Linked DNA regions of Mus musculus: region 1 is linked to region 2. A link is a contact called in public Hi-C data. All regions are on one chromosome and are shown on one strand. Each heading gives the region's core, a stretch centred on a gene start, on an enhancer-like site or on the middle of the called end of the contact. The rest is flanking DNA. Distances are from core to core; before and after follow the strand shown. Region 1 overlaps Nbea (neurobeachin). Region 2 overlaps Dclk1 (doublecortin-like kinase 1).

Region 1 (6,959 bases), core at 780-3,279, 270 kb before region 2:
TGTTACGACTCAAGGAAAAGCCTCAAGTCCCCGCTATTGTGACTCTTTAGGACTCTATTAAAACTTCATTCCAAGTCACATGATGGAATTACGGCAGCCTGGATTTTAAACAAATGCACATTATTTGTAAGCATCATAAAACACCCCTTGTTAGGAAATGCTTCTCAGGGAATCTCATAGCAGTATTCTATGCTTACTTCTTCAGGCCTCAGAGGAGCCCCCGGATACTCCTTGGATCAAGCACACCATCTTCCCATTGAGATGGACCCATTAATCGGTATGTGAATATATCCACTCTTTTCTATGATAAAACACCAAGAACAAGGGAAGAAAGAGCTTGTTTTGGCCTCTGCTTCTAGAGGGAGAGCCCCTCATGACTCGGAAGCATAGCAGCAGCCAGACAAGCCGAGCAGTCGCGCCTTCAGTCAGACGCAAAGCAGACAGGGCAGACAGGAAATGAAGAAAGGCTATTCATCTTCCAAGCCAGTGTCCACTAATGTGCTTCCTCCACCAAGGTTCCTAGAGGTCCCCTAACCTTCACAAACAGTGCCACCAATTGGGGACCAGGTATTCAAATGCCTGAGCCTATGGCAGTCATTGCTCATCGAAACCATCGCAGTTAACAAAGATGCATTTTAAAACCTCAGCTGTCTCTGAGTTCTCACCTCGTCATTTGTCTCAGAGTACAGTGGAGTGATACATTACAACAGCAACATAAAAATGACATCAAATTGCCACAAAGGGCTTTGCCAACTTCCACATGCATCCAGGAATGCTTTGCTATCAAACGGCATTTTCTGGATGTTTTAAGGGGGTCCTGTAAGTTGAAAATTAAACAAATATCTACAGTGTCCTTTGGGCCTAAAATATTCTTAACAATTTCATATTATTTAAGGTAAAAGAGATTCATAGAAACCGTTGATGGAAATTAATACTGAAAAGCACCTTCTATAAAATGGGCTGAGCTTGTTTTTTTTTTTTTTTTTAAGTAAAGACACCTGAATTGCTAACTTCTAAGCTACAACCACTTAGGTTCATGTGGTCCATGGCATTCTTTGCCCCTTGTTTTAGTATTTGTGAGGTGGTCTTTGATGATGCTTATTCTCCTAGCTTGTGGAATCACTTAGAAAATTAAACTAAAAGAAACTTTGAAACTCTATAAAAAGTGGTTCAGTTATGGGTAAGCGGTGATAATTCTGTTCTTCACTTGATCCAGGTTTTATTTTGATCTAACGGACTGGTATTGACTTTTTCTCACCCCCAACAAGATAGCATTTACGTACCTTGCAAGGATACAAGGTTTGGGATTAAGACTATTTCTGAGCCTATGCTTGTTGTTCCTCTGTCCACCAGACTCTGACAATGAAATAGTAGCTAGTGTGTGACTGGGGGACAGTCGGCTCTGCTCTTGGTGTCCAGACACCAGGCTGGCTGTGTTCTGAGTGACCAGGCACAGGTCGGCTGTGTTCTCTGTGACCAGGCACAGGTCGGCGGGTTTTCAACAGCTTTCCAGCAGTCCAGCACCTTTGGTTTGCTCTCCCCTTAACAATGTTTCTAAATATCAGTTCCCTCTTACTGCTTACCTTAACTAGGTAATTATTTCCTAGCTTCAGTAGATACCTACACATAGCACTGCTGTGATTTAGTTAGCTTCAGGGCCTGGTGGCAGCGACCTTCCACATCTGCACTTCCTGTTTAAGAATTCAGGAAGGGATTTTGCCTGAAAGGATGGTGCAGAGTAAGGGACAGGCTGGCATCCAGACAGGCACTGGGGAAATCATCGATGTCTCTGAGTTCTTGGCTATATTCAGATGTGCTCCCAGGGCTGCACACTGATCCTTTGCCTGTCTCTCTCCCCCAATCGCTTTCCCATCTCTTTTATTGGTCTCCTCCCCTGCCAGCCGTGCTGCAAAGGCCTTGTGTTTGTTGACAACCCAGGTCTTTAAAGCTACTGACCTGAAGCTCCCTGTGGGCTTCCCACGTCACGCAGCAGCTCTCTGCCACCGTTCCACATGGATTGAAATGTGTGCGGGAAGTGACAGATGGAGCAGGCGCTGAGACAGTGTTGCATTGTGTGTAAGGCTCACCTCCGCCTGGTTCTTCGTGGACACTAATGAACTGCACCATACACACATGAATAGAACCAAAGACTTTTGATGCTTTAAATTCATTATCTTGGATTCCCTATCTGTTCCTATTGAGGATGGAAGAACTGAAGTTTCTGGCATAGTTTTTAAGTATATGATATAGCCTGTGAATAATCATCGCTACTAAGGAAATGTGTGTAATCCTTGAGGGGAAAAGATGTCTAAATCTTAACTTTTGTGCATCAGCAGAAGCCCATTGCTACATCAGTGAAATACAGTCTATTTTCCTTCCACTAGGGCATAACGAAACTCTTCTGTTTGTTTTTAGCAAATAACTCTGGTGTGAACAAGCGGCAGATCACAGACCTTGTAGACCAGAGCATCCAGATCAATGCCCACTGCTTCGTGGTCACAGCTGATAATCGCTACATCCTCATCTGTGGGTTTTGGGATAAAAGTTTCAGAGTTTACTCGACAGAAACAGGTAATCTTCACAACGAGGGTTTATTTTCAGTGTTCAAGAGAACCCGAACTGCAACCCAGCAACCACGTAAAAGCCTATACACACCTATGATCCTACCACTGATGGGTCAGACGCAGGAAGATCCCTGAGGCTCCCTAACCATCTAGTCTAGTTGAAGTGGCAAGCTCTAGATTCTGCGAAAGGCCTTTCTCAAAAACAAGATGGATAATATCTAAGGAAACAGCTGATACCAGCCTCTGGCCTCCCCTCATATGTGCACACACATGTCCACACAAACACATATATGTACCACACAAGCACTCACAGAGAGTGCATCCTCTCCGATGTGAAGCCATGATAGTATAGAGATTCCATGGTGTGCCAGCTCCACGTGGTCAAGACTTGGTGACCACATTGTAAGATAACCAGCTAGTTCTGCTGCAGAAATGAACTACTGCTTTCACTTAGTACTGATCTGAGTTTATACCTCAGTGAATCTGTCAGCCTTTATTTCCACATTCACATTCACATTCATTTCCAGAATAAAAAGTAAAACTCTCCACTGTCAGGCCCAAATTCTGAAGAGAAAAATCATGGCCATCTCGTAAGATGACCTAAAAAATCACCTGAGTGGATTTGAATTATCTCCAAAACCGTAAGGGTGTGTGAATTCTTTTCACAAATTAATAAAATAAAATTAATTCTATTTCTGTAAAGATAATGAGTCTAAGTGATATGATTGTCATCCGTGCTGCAGGGAAACTGACACAGATTGTATTTGGCCACTGGGATGTTGTCACATGCCTGGCCAGGTCGGAGTCCTACATTGGTGGAGACTGCTACATAGTGTCTGGATCTCGGGACGCCACCTTGCTTCTCTGGTACTGGAGTGGGCGTCACCACATCATCGGAGACAACCCCAATAGCAGTAAGTGTCTCCCACAAGGGTCCTTTCAGACAATACATATCTTAAATGTAGTTTATTTTATTTCCTTCATTTTTACAGAATCTGTAAAAAACTTAAAATATGAAAGCTTAAGTGGGAAAAAAAGTAAAAATGAATCATTACTAAGACCTCTGGCCTGGGGAGAGTCCCCAGTCTTCTCATGATGACCTCTGACTGATCCCCTCAGCTGCTGTCCCCAACACCCAGATGCCCCCCTTGCTCTAGCAGTGATGCCTAGAAAAAGCTCAGACTTTCTATATGCTAAGTATAACCTCTGCCTTCTTGAAAATCCAGTATGCTGGCTTCTTGCTGGCAGATTCAGGCGAGAGGAGAGAGATCCCGGACCTGCCAGGGTCTCTCCGGGGCTGAGCGGGATGGTGAGTGTCTACAGCCCAAAAGAAACACACCGAGCCAGGAGTCTTGTCGAAGCAGGAATTCAACTCTATGGCATCAACCTCTCACTTATACAAATTCAGAACATAGGGAGGGGGCTTTTGGGTGGGGTAAAATGACATAGGAGGTGGAGAAGGGTGACGGAGGGTATGGAGTGACTGACAGGGCCAATGGCAAAGCTCTACATCAGCAATGGAGGGGCAGAGGCAGAGCCAAGCAGGTCTTGCTGAGTCATCCCAATACCATATGGAAGTGACTGAGACAGGTCACTTCAGGATTAGGCTCTCCCATAAGGCTGAAGAAACTCCAGCCAGGCTCAGGTTTGTCCTCAAGGCCCAAGGGAGGGCCAGAATGGGGCCCAATGCCAGTAAGCTTTTATTTGTGCCTCAGTCGAGTGGTTCAGTTTTCTTCCATGTTGGTGGTCATGCGTAGGATGATCTCTCAAGTCTGATTGCCTCTGAAGGAGCTCTGTGTGAGGAGAAAACAGTGCGTCCTACAAGTGTACCCTGCCTGGAAGGGTCACACAGGCCAGGGCTTCCACCAGCACTTGTCAGAGTTATGTTTCCAAAGACTCATCTTAACTAGATGATGCCATCTTTGGGAGATCCTAAGATCCGGCATTGTAGTATACATGAAAGGTTTCCAGCACAAATTGTTAAGTGATTAAAATGTTAGACAGAATCTGACCAAGAAATAATGACCACTTTTAATTACCGAGCATCAGCGGTTTGAATGTCTGTGTTTCCTGTATAATATGACATAATTTCTGTGAAGTATTCAAAGTGTCAAATGCCTACCTAGGCCAGGCTCATAATCCAAGCTGCAGTACATATATCAGTCATGCCTTAAATGTATCCAAAGCATGGGTTGGGGAATAATAACAACGGCATATCTATGACTGGCACATGTACAGGGGACAGGACCAGCTGGGCCAGAGATGGGGACTGAGGTGACTGGGGGTAGAAGTGGCTAGGATGAAGTCAGTTAGGGATGAAGACAGTTAGGGAAGTGGCTTGGGAGATTCAGGATAGAAGAGGTAGCGTGGGGGTGGCTAGGGATGGAGATGGTTAAGGATGTAAATAACCCTGTACAGCAGGACTGGTCTTTAAGTCTCGGGCTCTTCCAGCTTTTATGTATTTCATCTGGAATATTACAAAACAGGAGATGGCTGTTCGTGTACAGGAATCAAGTCTCTATCGTATAGTACAGAGACTATAGAATGCATATGTTAAAGAAATTGTTCAGTGGACTAGATTGCCAAATGATGTATGAAGTTCATTGTCAATGCTCATAGCTAGAGTTGAAAATGCAGAGTATGAACAGTGAAGGCCTCTAGCCTACACTGGGGTAGGGTGTGACAGTGACTCAGGGGCTCTCTACCAACAGAGATCTCTATGAACGTAATTGTTTGCCAGCTCTACGTTATCAGTGAACATCTCCTCATAAATCCAATCAAGGTAATATCCTTAGGTTCACTGATAAAACCTCCCAGTCAAAACTGTAGCACAGTTCTAGTGAGGTTGCGTGTGTGTGCATGTGTGTGCATGTGTGTGTGCATGTGTGTGTGCATGTGTGTGTGCATGTGCGTGTGTGTGCATGTGTGTGCATGTGTGTGTGTGCACGCACGTGTGCAGCCACACAGAGTGGTGGTGGTTTTATACCTAATTAACTAATATCTTCAAAATTAAACTCAGAAGGAATAATCCAAAAAGGGAATTCATAAGGCTAGAGAGATGGATCAGAGGTTGATAGGGTGTACTGCTCTTTCAGAAGACCCACGTTTGATTCCAAGCACCCACCCACCAGGAGGCTCACAATCACCTTTAACTCCAGTTCCAGGATAATCTCATGCCTCTGATTTCTTTGGGCACTGGCACTCATATCTATGCACACACACACTCACATTCACACACACATACACACATATACAGACACACACAATTTTAAAAAATAACTCTCCTAAGTGGGAATTCATATTTAAAATATGAATTTTAAATTGTAACATATGGTAGCAAAGTTGAAATATTTTATGTTACATGTTGTCATGAGATAAAGAATTTGAAAGAAAACACTAAATTATAGTAACTCTGTGTTGGCTATGCTATTATCTTAGGTGCCTTTAACTCTAAGGATGGAAAGTACTAATCCATCTACAAAGTCAAATCTAAGGATATTTAGAACAGTTCAAGTCCCTGGTAACAGAGGCTATGTAAATGCTTAATGTCTATGTGAATCAATAAGAATGAAGTGGTCAATGTAATGCTGATGTTTGAAAGCAGTATATTTTAGAGGCATGGTTTTACTATATAGTTCTGGCTAGCCGGAACTCCCTATGTAGACCAGGCTGGCCTCACACTCACAGAGCTCCGCCTGCCTTTACCTCCCTAATGCTCATATTAAAGGAATGCACAGTCACACCCTGCACCTGACATGAATGTGAGCATGGGTGTTGAGTACTAGACAGCAGAAGCTCCAGCCTTCATGAGTGACTAAGCCGACTGAGTACTTCCGTGACCCAGTAGCTCTGTCAGGTAATGTGAATACCATCAGTACATGAACACATACACAGAACTTCACATCCTGGTTATGGGTTCGTGAATTATATTTAAAAACAAAACAACTTTCTGCTTTGTGCCAAATGGATAATCACAAGAGCATAATCTTTAAATAGACAACAGTATTTAATATTCCAAATTTGTTGAATTTGATAGTTTTATCTCCTTCTTTACAATAGTCCGCCCCACAAGACATCTAGGCCTACTTGAGCAGCTCAGTCAGCATGTGTTTTAAAGGCAGCCACAGCACTCAGTACCTAGACTGCCATACCTGTGAACTATGGCACTGCCATAGGCATGCAGTCATTATTGTCCAAAACTGAGAATGTGAAAGAAGTGGGGTTTTTCTGTCCAGGTATTCTAATCTAGCTACCAAGTCACGCAGATCAGAGGACTGGACTGTATGTGTTTTCTGTCTCCAAATGCATTGCTGTTAGTACCAAAAAGTATGACCACAATGGTAACAATGTGTGGCATAATGCCCTTGGAGATATATATATATATATATGTGTGTG
Region 2 (7,705 bases), core at 2,578-5,077:
GGTCTGCCATTCTCTCCTAAAATTTCAAATTCTCTTTCCGTAGCTCAGAAATCACCACTGGTTTATAGTCATTGCCTTAAGGTTTGTCTTTCGGAGCTGGTATTCCAGATGCCTCACATCTGTCTCCAACTCGACCTACCAGGTCTCCAGTCGACCCAGTGTCTATGAGTGATAAACAGTGATGTCTGGACAGACATTATACTCTAAAATAAATGTTTCCACTGGTTTTTATTCTCTGACACCTGTGATGCTTGTGTGATTTCTTTTTCTATAAAAATCCTCCTATTATGATTCTCACCAAGACTTGGTCTAAGTCCTTCCTGTGGACCAAGACTCAGTTGAAGGTTTGAGCCCTACCTTCTCCAACCCCTCCAACCCAAAGGGACACACCCTTGTTCTGAAGCTGTTGGCATCACTCAATAAATGTTTACTGACCACTTATTTGATAGCCTGGAGAATATGTGTCCATGTTTTTTCTCTCTTCTTCTCCAGTCTATAGACTTATAATCTCTACAGTTCCCAACATTGTTTGCTGTGAATCAATAACTTGCCCAAAGTAACCCACACAATTTTTCTAGTAGTTTTGTCAAAGTCTGAGGGGAGCTGTCTGGATTTGTCTGCCATCTCTCATCTGTTTAGAAATGAGTATATACATATATATATATTCATATATATATATATATATATATTTGAAATCTAGTCAGGGCATAACAGTATCTCCTGGGTGGTGCCTTCTTTGGCCCTCTATCCATGTAATCTCTGGTATATTCCCCAAGAGCATAGCACTGGTGACCCCCTGGGTTAGGTGTCAACCCAGCTCTGCCACTCAGCTGTGAACCTCTTTGCACCTCAGTTTATTACATCAATCATTTTAAGGATTTAATATCTTATGACCATGAATATAAACCAAATATAACCACAAATAGGAACCTTCTCAATACACTTTAGCTATTTTGAACCAAAAATGTTGTCTTTATTTTCAAAATAAGTATGAATCAAATATAAACTTACTTCAAATGAATTAATTTTTAAAGCAGAACCCAACACAGTTATAATACTCCGAGATATCCACACCTGCAGACTTCTTTTTGAAGTAGATTTGAGCAAGGTGTAACAAGTGAATGTTCCTGATTGCTAATGGAACAAGAATTTGTCTTTGTTTCATTTGTTGTTTTACTTTGGTTTTGGTTTTGTCTTGAAATAGGATCTCACTCTGTTGACTAGGCTGGCCTCTAACTCCGCTTGCCTCTGCCTCCACCATATTGGATTTTAAGATTACTATTTTGATGAAAAGCATACTTTAGATTTGAGTCGGGTAATTAGTGCAAAGCTTCTAGAAGTTACACACACAAGTATGGGGTGCGGACCCTGGCTCGGGCTTCCCTTTGGCTTCCCTGGCTTGAACCTTTGAAAACTCATTTACAAATCTGCTCTCATCTGGGGCTAAAATAAGAGTTGCATGAACCATTGTTGCAGAAGCTCAGGGGTGCCAGTGTCTTCACCAACTCTCAGACTTGTGGGAACTGCAGATTTGTAGTCTTTTGAGAAAAGCACACCCTTTGGAATGTCCTCATTAGTAACAAAATTCCATGCGCATCTCATGCAGGCAGAGAGGACGTGATCTGTTTCTGGCACACTGCACAAGTTCTGTCCATGGATATCTGGTTCTTATCTGGTGCTTTGGTTATTCGATGGGAATTTAACTCCAAAGAAAGTCCCCTGTTCATGGAGAGAATTTCTCTTGGATGGTGCTCGGGACAATACGGAAGTCTGTCAAATGCACTGGTGCTTGATTGTCAAATGTGCTAAAAGAAAAAAGCTATTGAGTGTGCTGATGAGAGCTAGTGACCAGGGATCACAATATCCAATTTCCTGGTTTTTTTTTGTTACTTGGCACAGCTACCGTTATCTAGGAAGATGAATCTCAATTAAGGAGACATCTTCATTCGATTAGCTCGTCTGATGGTAGGTAAGTCTGGGCTACACTTTCTTGATTGATAATTGATCAGTTGGGAGGGTTCAGCATCCAGTAGTTATTGCCCCCAGGTGACCCTAGGGTGTATAAGAGAGCTGGCTGAGCAAGCCATGAGGCCAAGCCAGTGAGCGGCATTCCTCCATAGTCTTTGCTTCAGTGCTACCTTCTGCTTCCCTCAGTGATAGACTATGATCTAGGATTTATAAGATTAAATAAGCCCTTTCCTCTCCAAATTGGCTTTGGCCAGTGTTTCACCATAGCAACAGAAAGCAAATCAATGTTCTAAGCTCACTTGCTATAAGAAACTTGGAGGTGTTAATTAAATGGTCTTATCAGTTTCTGCATTGCTTTTAACATGTTGTACCTGATAATTGTGTGTGTGTGTGTGTGTGTGTGTGTGCTGAAGCATCAAGAGTCATTGCCCTTGCTTCTGTTTGGGACAGTGCTGTGGGCTGGCCCACTAACTCCTGCATGTTAGGCAAGTGCCCACCCAGCTCCACATTTGATCTTCCCCACAGTGAAGGAGACAGACTGACAAGTGCTGAATAGCTGCTTGACCCGAAATTGCCTCTGTCCTAGTTATGGTTCCTAATGCTGTGATGAAATACCATGACCAAAAGCAACTTGGGCGTGTGGGGTACTTCACTCACAGTTCCATATGACAGTTCATCATCAAAAGTACTAAAGGCAGGAACTTGAGCAGGGCAGGAGCTGATGCAGAGGCCATGGAGGGGAGTTGCTAACTGGCTTCCTCCCCATGGTTTTCTTAGCCTGCTTTCGTATAAAACCCAGGACCACCAACCCAGGGGTAGAACCATTACAGTGGACTGTGCCTTCCCAGGACCACCAACCCAGGGGTAGAACCATTACAGTGGACTGTGCCTTCCCAGGACCACCAACCCAGGGGTAGAACCATTTACAATGGACTGTGCCTTCCCCATCAATCACCAAATAAGAAAATGCCCTCCAGGTTTGCCTGTAGCTCTTGTGGAAGCCTTACTTATTTGAGGTTCCCTCTTCTCCCAGCATGGTGCTATTAGGAGTTAGTACAGGTGCTTCCTGGTGGCAGGTCCTTAGGTTACTCAGGGCACAGTGCACCCTCAGCTCCTCCCATCTTCTTTGGGTCCCTAGTCACAGTTGTGCTTTCCCTCGGTCCCACTGTGACTGACACCCAGCTTTGTCAAAGATCCCAAAGCGATCACCTATGTACTGAATCCTCCCAAAGTGTGAACCCAAATCAACGTTTTCCTCTATAGAGGTTGATTATTTGTTAGTCACAGTGATGAGAGCACTAAATTACACTATGGTGGTATGAACCCCAATTTGTAAATGAAGCGGACAGCCTAGGATGGAGTAGAAGACAAGAAGGAATTTGAATCCAGTTAGAATTCAAATGCGGGCTCTTAACTGCCAATCTACAGCAAAATAAGTCCTTTCAAATCTACAGAAACCTGTACCCTGGCATGTATGTCTCAGACATTTCAGTTGATTTAACAGTTATGTAAGTAGTTATCACATATATGGTATATTAACAGTATAAGCAAGTGTCTAATAAGAACATTTTTTTTCCTTTAAACTAATTTGAATTGCTTCTTTGGCTGGAGGAGAGTGCATTTCTTTTTCTAGCTATGAATTCGCGTCTTGTCTTCTCCATTGGCTCATCATGCCAGTGCATCCGTCTCAGGAGACAGATGTTGTACAGAAGAAACAAAACCATGCAGGCAAACACGGACTTCCTCGGCTCTGCTTCCGGCCTGAGTCGCTCCGCAAGGGCAAAGATTGAAACAAAGGCAGTAAAGGCATCTGCTGGTTACACATTTCTAAATCGGGACCACGGAATCCATTGCCCCTCACTGGAGTGTGGTCTCCATGGCAACAAAGATAGCAGGAAGCTGGCCTATATTCTTATCAGGGAGCCTTGGAGAGGAGATTTTCTTTACAAGAGCGCCCTCTACACACCAAATGGAGGATAGACCTCAGACATTTCTGGATGCTGAGAGGACCCTTCAAATGGTAAGAGATCATTGCAAATAAAATAAAATAAAATAATAAAATAAAATAAAATAAAATACATAAAGATAAAATAAAATAAGCCAGTATAAAGATGAAAGCCAAGACATTCAGTCCATTTACTGAACGCACTGATTACGTACGGTACAATCCTTTAACTTTCTTTCCACTTTTCCTGATAGAGTAGACATAAAAGTTCTGTTGCTCATGTTTTAAAGATCTGTTTTCATTTTATTGATGTGTATGAGTGTGTGTGGAGCTGGAGCTTGAGGTGGTTCTGAGTTGCCTGACAGAGGTGCTGGGAATTGAACTTTAGTCCTCTGCAGACACTGTTCCCTGCTGCTGCTCACATGAACTTCTACCGAAGGAAGAGAAACACTTTTTGTGAAGTTAAAAAATGTTCTTTCCTTGTGACTTAAGAGGCTGCATCAAAAGGGATTCATAATTCACCATTGCAAACAGCTGTCAATTAAAACGTGGTATATACAGGCTCCCCAGGACCCAAAACAAAACAGAGCCAGGGTGTCTCTCTCCATTTCATCCCACGCTTGGCCTCTATTCTGTGTTCACACTCAGTGTTCTTATAAAATATGGTGTTGTAAACCAGCTATTATGAGCTTTCCTCTTTATAATCAGTTATGAAATGTGTCTACAATTCATTATGAACTCACACAAAAACTTTATAAGGTTATTTTCATAAAATAAATCATCGTTGCATTTTTATTTTCTCATTACTTTGATGATAACCTTGTGCAAATGGCAACAATTTTATAATAATTCTTCCTAACAAAACTTTCAACTTAAAAAAAATTAAACATTTTCATTCCTGGGCTGGGGGGTGGCACAGTTGGTAGAATGCTTGCTGTATAAACAGGAGGTCCTGAAGGAATCTAACTTAGGACTGGTGTATAGTAAGATCAGCATAGCCTCTTGTGCTCCTGGGATCTCAGAGCTGGGGAGACAGACTGAAGCTTTGTCAGTCTGTCCAGTTGACTCAGTGAGCTTGTAAAATAAGGTGGAGAGTGGTTCTGTGTGTGTGTTATGTATATGTGTATGTGGTGTGGTGTGGTGTGGTGTGGTGTGTGTGTGTCTATGGTCTGTATGTATGTGATGTGTGTGTGGTGTGGTGTGCGTGAGTGTGTATGTAGTATGCATGGTATGTGGTGTGTGGTGTTTGTTTATGTATGTGATGTGCATGGTATGTGGTATGGTGTGTTTGTGTGTGTGTGTGTGTGGTGTATATATGTGTATGTGGTGTGGTGTGTGTGTGTGTCTATGGTGTGTATGTGTGTATGATGCGTGTGTGGTGTGGTGTGGTGTGTGGTATGTGTGTGTTTGTGTGTGTGCTGTGTGATGTGTGTGAGTGTGTATGTATTTGTAGTGTGTGTGGTATGTGATGTGTGTGAGTGTGTATGTAGTGTGCGTGGTATGTGGTGTGTGTTTTTGTGTGTGGTGTATGGTGTGTGTATATGGTGTGTGTGTGGTGTGGTGTGTGGTGTGTGTTTGTGTGTGTGTGCGTGTGATGTGTGTTAGTGTGTTAGTGTGTGTGCTGTGTGGTGTGTTTGTGTGTGTATGTATTTGTATTGTATGTGGTATGTGATGTGGTGTGTGTGTGTGCTGTGTGGTGTGTTACGTGGTGTGTATGTGTTACATGTGACTGTGTATGTGCTTATGTGTGTAAGGGCAGAGGTCAAAGAAGGGATGGCTTGCTCTAGCCCTTCTAGCCTTGCTCACCTGATCCGGTCTCTCACTGACCCTAGGTGGCAGCCAGCAACCCAGAGCAGCCCCTTGTCTCTGCCTGCCGTAGCAGGAGGGTTCCAGGCATGCGCGGGGCCCTGCCTTGCCTTCTGCATGACTGCTGAGGTTCCTACCCCAAGTCCTCGTCCTTGTAAAGCAATTGTTCTTATCTGCCTGACCACGTCCCCTTGCCATCCCTGTTTCAACAGGGCAGCAATTTCAAGAGAGAAAAAAGGATTGTAGAATTGAAAGTGTCTTCACTCATTCACCGAGTGTGTCCTCAGAGGCTGCCCTTGCTGCAGGCATCAGGTAGAGCTGGTCACATCCAGTCTTCCAAGCTGCACAGCCTTAATGCAAAAGTCACTCTTTTATACACTTCGACCAAATGACGGGTCCTTTATTATTTAATTCTGGTTTAAAAAAAATAACTTATGGTGCCAGTTACTATTATTTGACTTATTATTTTAATTTTCTGACTTTACAGTAGTGTAAAGCCAGGGAGAAATGACCTTAGCATACACCGACTGCATGCAAGATAATGGCAGAGACCTGTTGGACTGATGATTTTAATTTTTAATAAATAAGGTATTCATTAAGTTACATGGGGTGCTGAACACTTTATGATAGCATAGGTTTTGTGATAGTTAAATGGCTTTTCTCAAAGGTAGGCTAGTGTCCTGAGCACACAAGATGTGCCAGGCTAAGCTGTGGGGTGGAGTGTGTTAGTATACTACATATGCAGTATTAGGGGGTTAACATACTTTTAAGTTTTCATGTGATTATCAGGCTGTAGTCCCATCATGATTCAATGGAAACCCACACTGGCTTTCTCCTTTTCTTGTGTCTTTCTTGGTCCATGTAGGTTAGTGTAACAAAGTGGCATTGACAAGGTACCTTAGAAATAACAGAAATTTATTTCATACAGTTCTGGCGTCTGAAGCCTAAGACCAAGGTACAAGCTGACCCAGGGTCTGATGAGCCCCATTTCCTTACAGACTGTATCTTCTCCTCACATTAGCCTCACCTGATGGACGGTATTAGCACCTCCTCTAGGACCCTGCATAAAGATGCTAACTCAATCATAAGCACCCTCACAGGTCTTTCATTCCGCAACCATTGCCTCAGTTGGAGAAGGTCAGGATTCCAGTGCCTGAGTTCCCTAAGCTAAAGCACTGTGCAAAGTGACCTCCAGCAACAAGTATTGGACTCTGATGCTACTGTAGGCTTGACCCTGGGAGGCTAGTTAATCCCTTCAGACCCTACTTTCTTCATGTGTTAAATTCACATTTTAAATGTTGTTATTGTGTATGTGTCTTTGTGTGCATCCACAGGTTTCACAGGACAACTTTTAGGAACTGGTTTCACTGTGAGATCCAGGGATAGAACTCACAGTACAATGCTTGAATGGCAGGAGCTTTTACCAGCTGAGACATCTTGCCTGCCCTGTTTTCTTGCATTTTAAATGGAACTACCCATCATATTCTTGGGGGATGTGATGAGACAATGAATGGTTTTATCTCATTGAATGGTTTCAGATGAACCCAAAGTATGACCATATTTACTGTTCATGGTACTGGCATCAGTAGAGAGCAATGGATAGGTATCTCTTTTGGGCATCATTCTAGGATCTATTGTTTAAGAAAAGAACAGTACCATCTGCCCTTGAATAGCTAGGAATGAAAGCAATAGGAACTAGGGTTCTCTTCAAAACATTCCAGTCTGACTTTTGTCAAAGATTGTTCCCATGTTTGGTTTCTCCTACTCCTTTAGTGCTGTCTGCCACATTGTTAGAGTTGGTTATACTATACCATCATAGTATAGACTCATACACTCATTATAGTATATAACTCATAGACCAGGGTGGTGGTTTGAATGTACTTGGCCCATGGGAAGTGACGGCCTTGTTGGCATAGGCATGGCCTTGTTGGAGGAAGTGTGCCACTGTGTAGGCTATCTTTGAGGACTCCTAGTGTTCAAGCTCTG

What was found. A called contact is a pair of places that touch in the nucleus more often than the background predicts.
Region 1: a contact with region 2 is called in a Hi-C map of cerebellum, with 3 times the contacts expected there. The contact joins two enhancer-like sites. A contact is called at or near these places in 1 of 15 datasets of contacts at CTCF or cohesin (the NIH/3T3 cell line), 8 of 484 Hi-C or Micro-C datasets (cerebellum, embryonic limb bud, embryonic stem cells and 2 more) and 2 of 115 datasets of contacts at active chromatin or transcription factors (embryonic forebrain and embryonic hindbrain).

What each region holds. Positions count from the first base shown.
Region 1 is chr3:55,639,256-55,646,214 of GRCm38.p6, reverse strand. Nbea (neurobeachin) reads left to right here. Exons shown (of 58, transcript NM_030595.1): 52 at 206-277; 53 at 2,416-2,571; 54 at 3,308-3,478. Among named protein-coding and RNA genes, the nearest start is that of Gm43549, 61 kb to the right of the region's middle. Within about 2 kb of position 2,029, at least 13 of the 459 cell types and tissues checked have an H3K27ac peak or open chromatin away from gene starts, as enhancers often do. A contact at or near this core is called in cerebellum, where this site is marked.
Region 2 is chr3:55,369,988-55,377,692 of GRCm38.p6, reverse strand. All of the region lies in intron 3 of Dclk1 (doublecortin-like kinase 1), which reads right to left. Gm9831 (predicted gene 9831) reads left to right here. Exons shown (of 5, transcript NR_165824.1): 5 at 44-239. Among named protein-coding and RNA genes, the nearest start is that of Gm9831, 29 kb to the left of the region's middle. Within about 2 kb of position 3,827, at least 59 of the 459 cell types and tissues checked have an H3K27ac peak or open chromatin away from gene starts, as enhancers often do. A contact at or near this core is called in cerebellum, where this site is marked.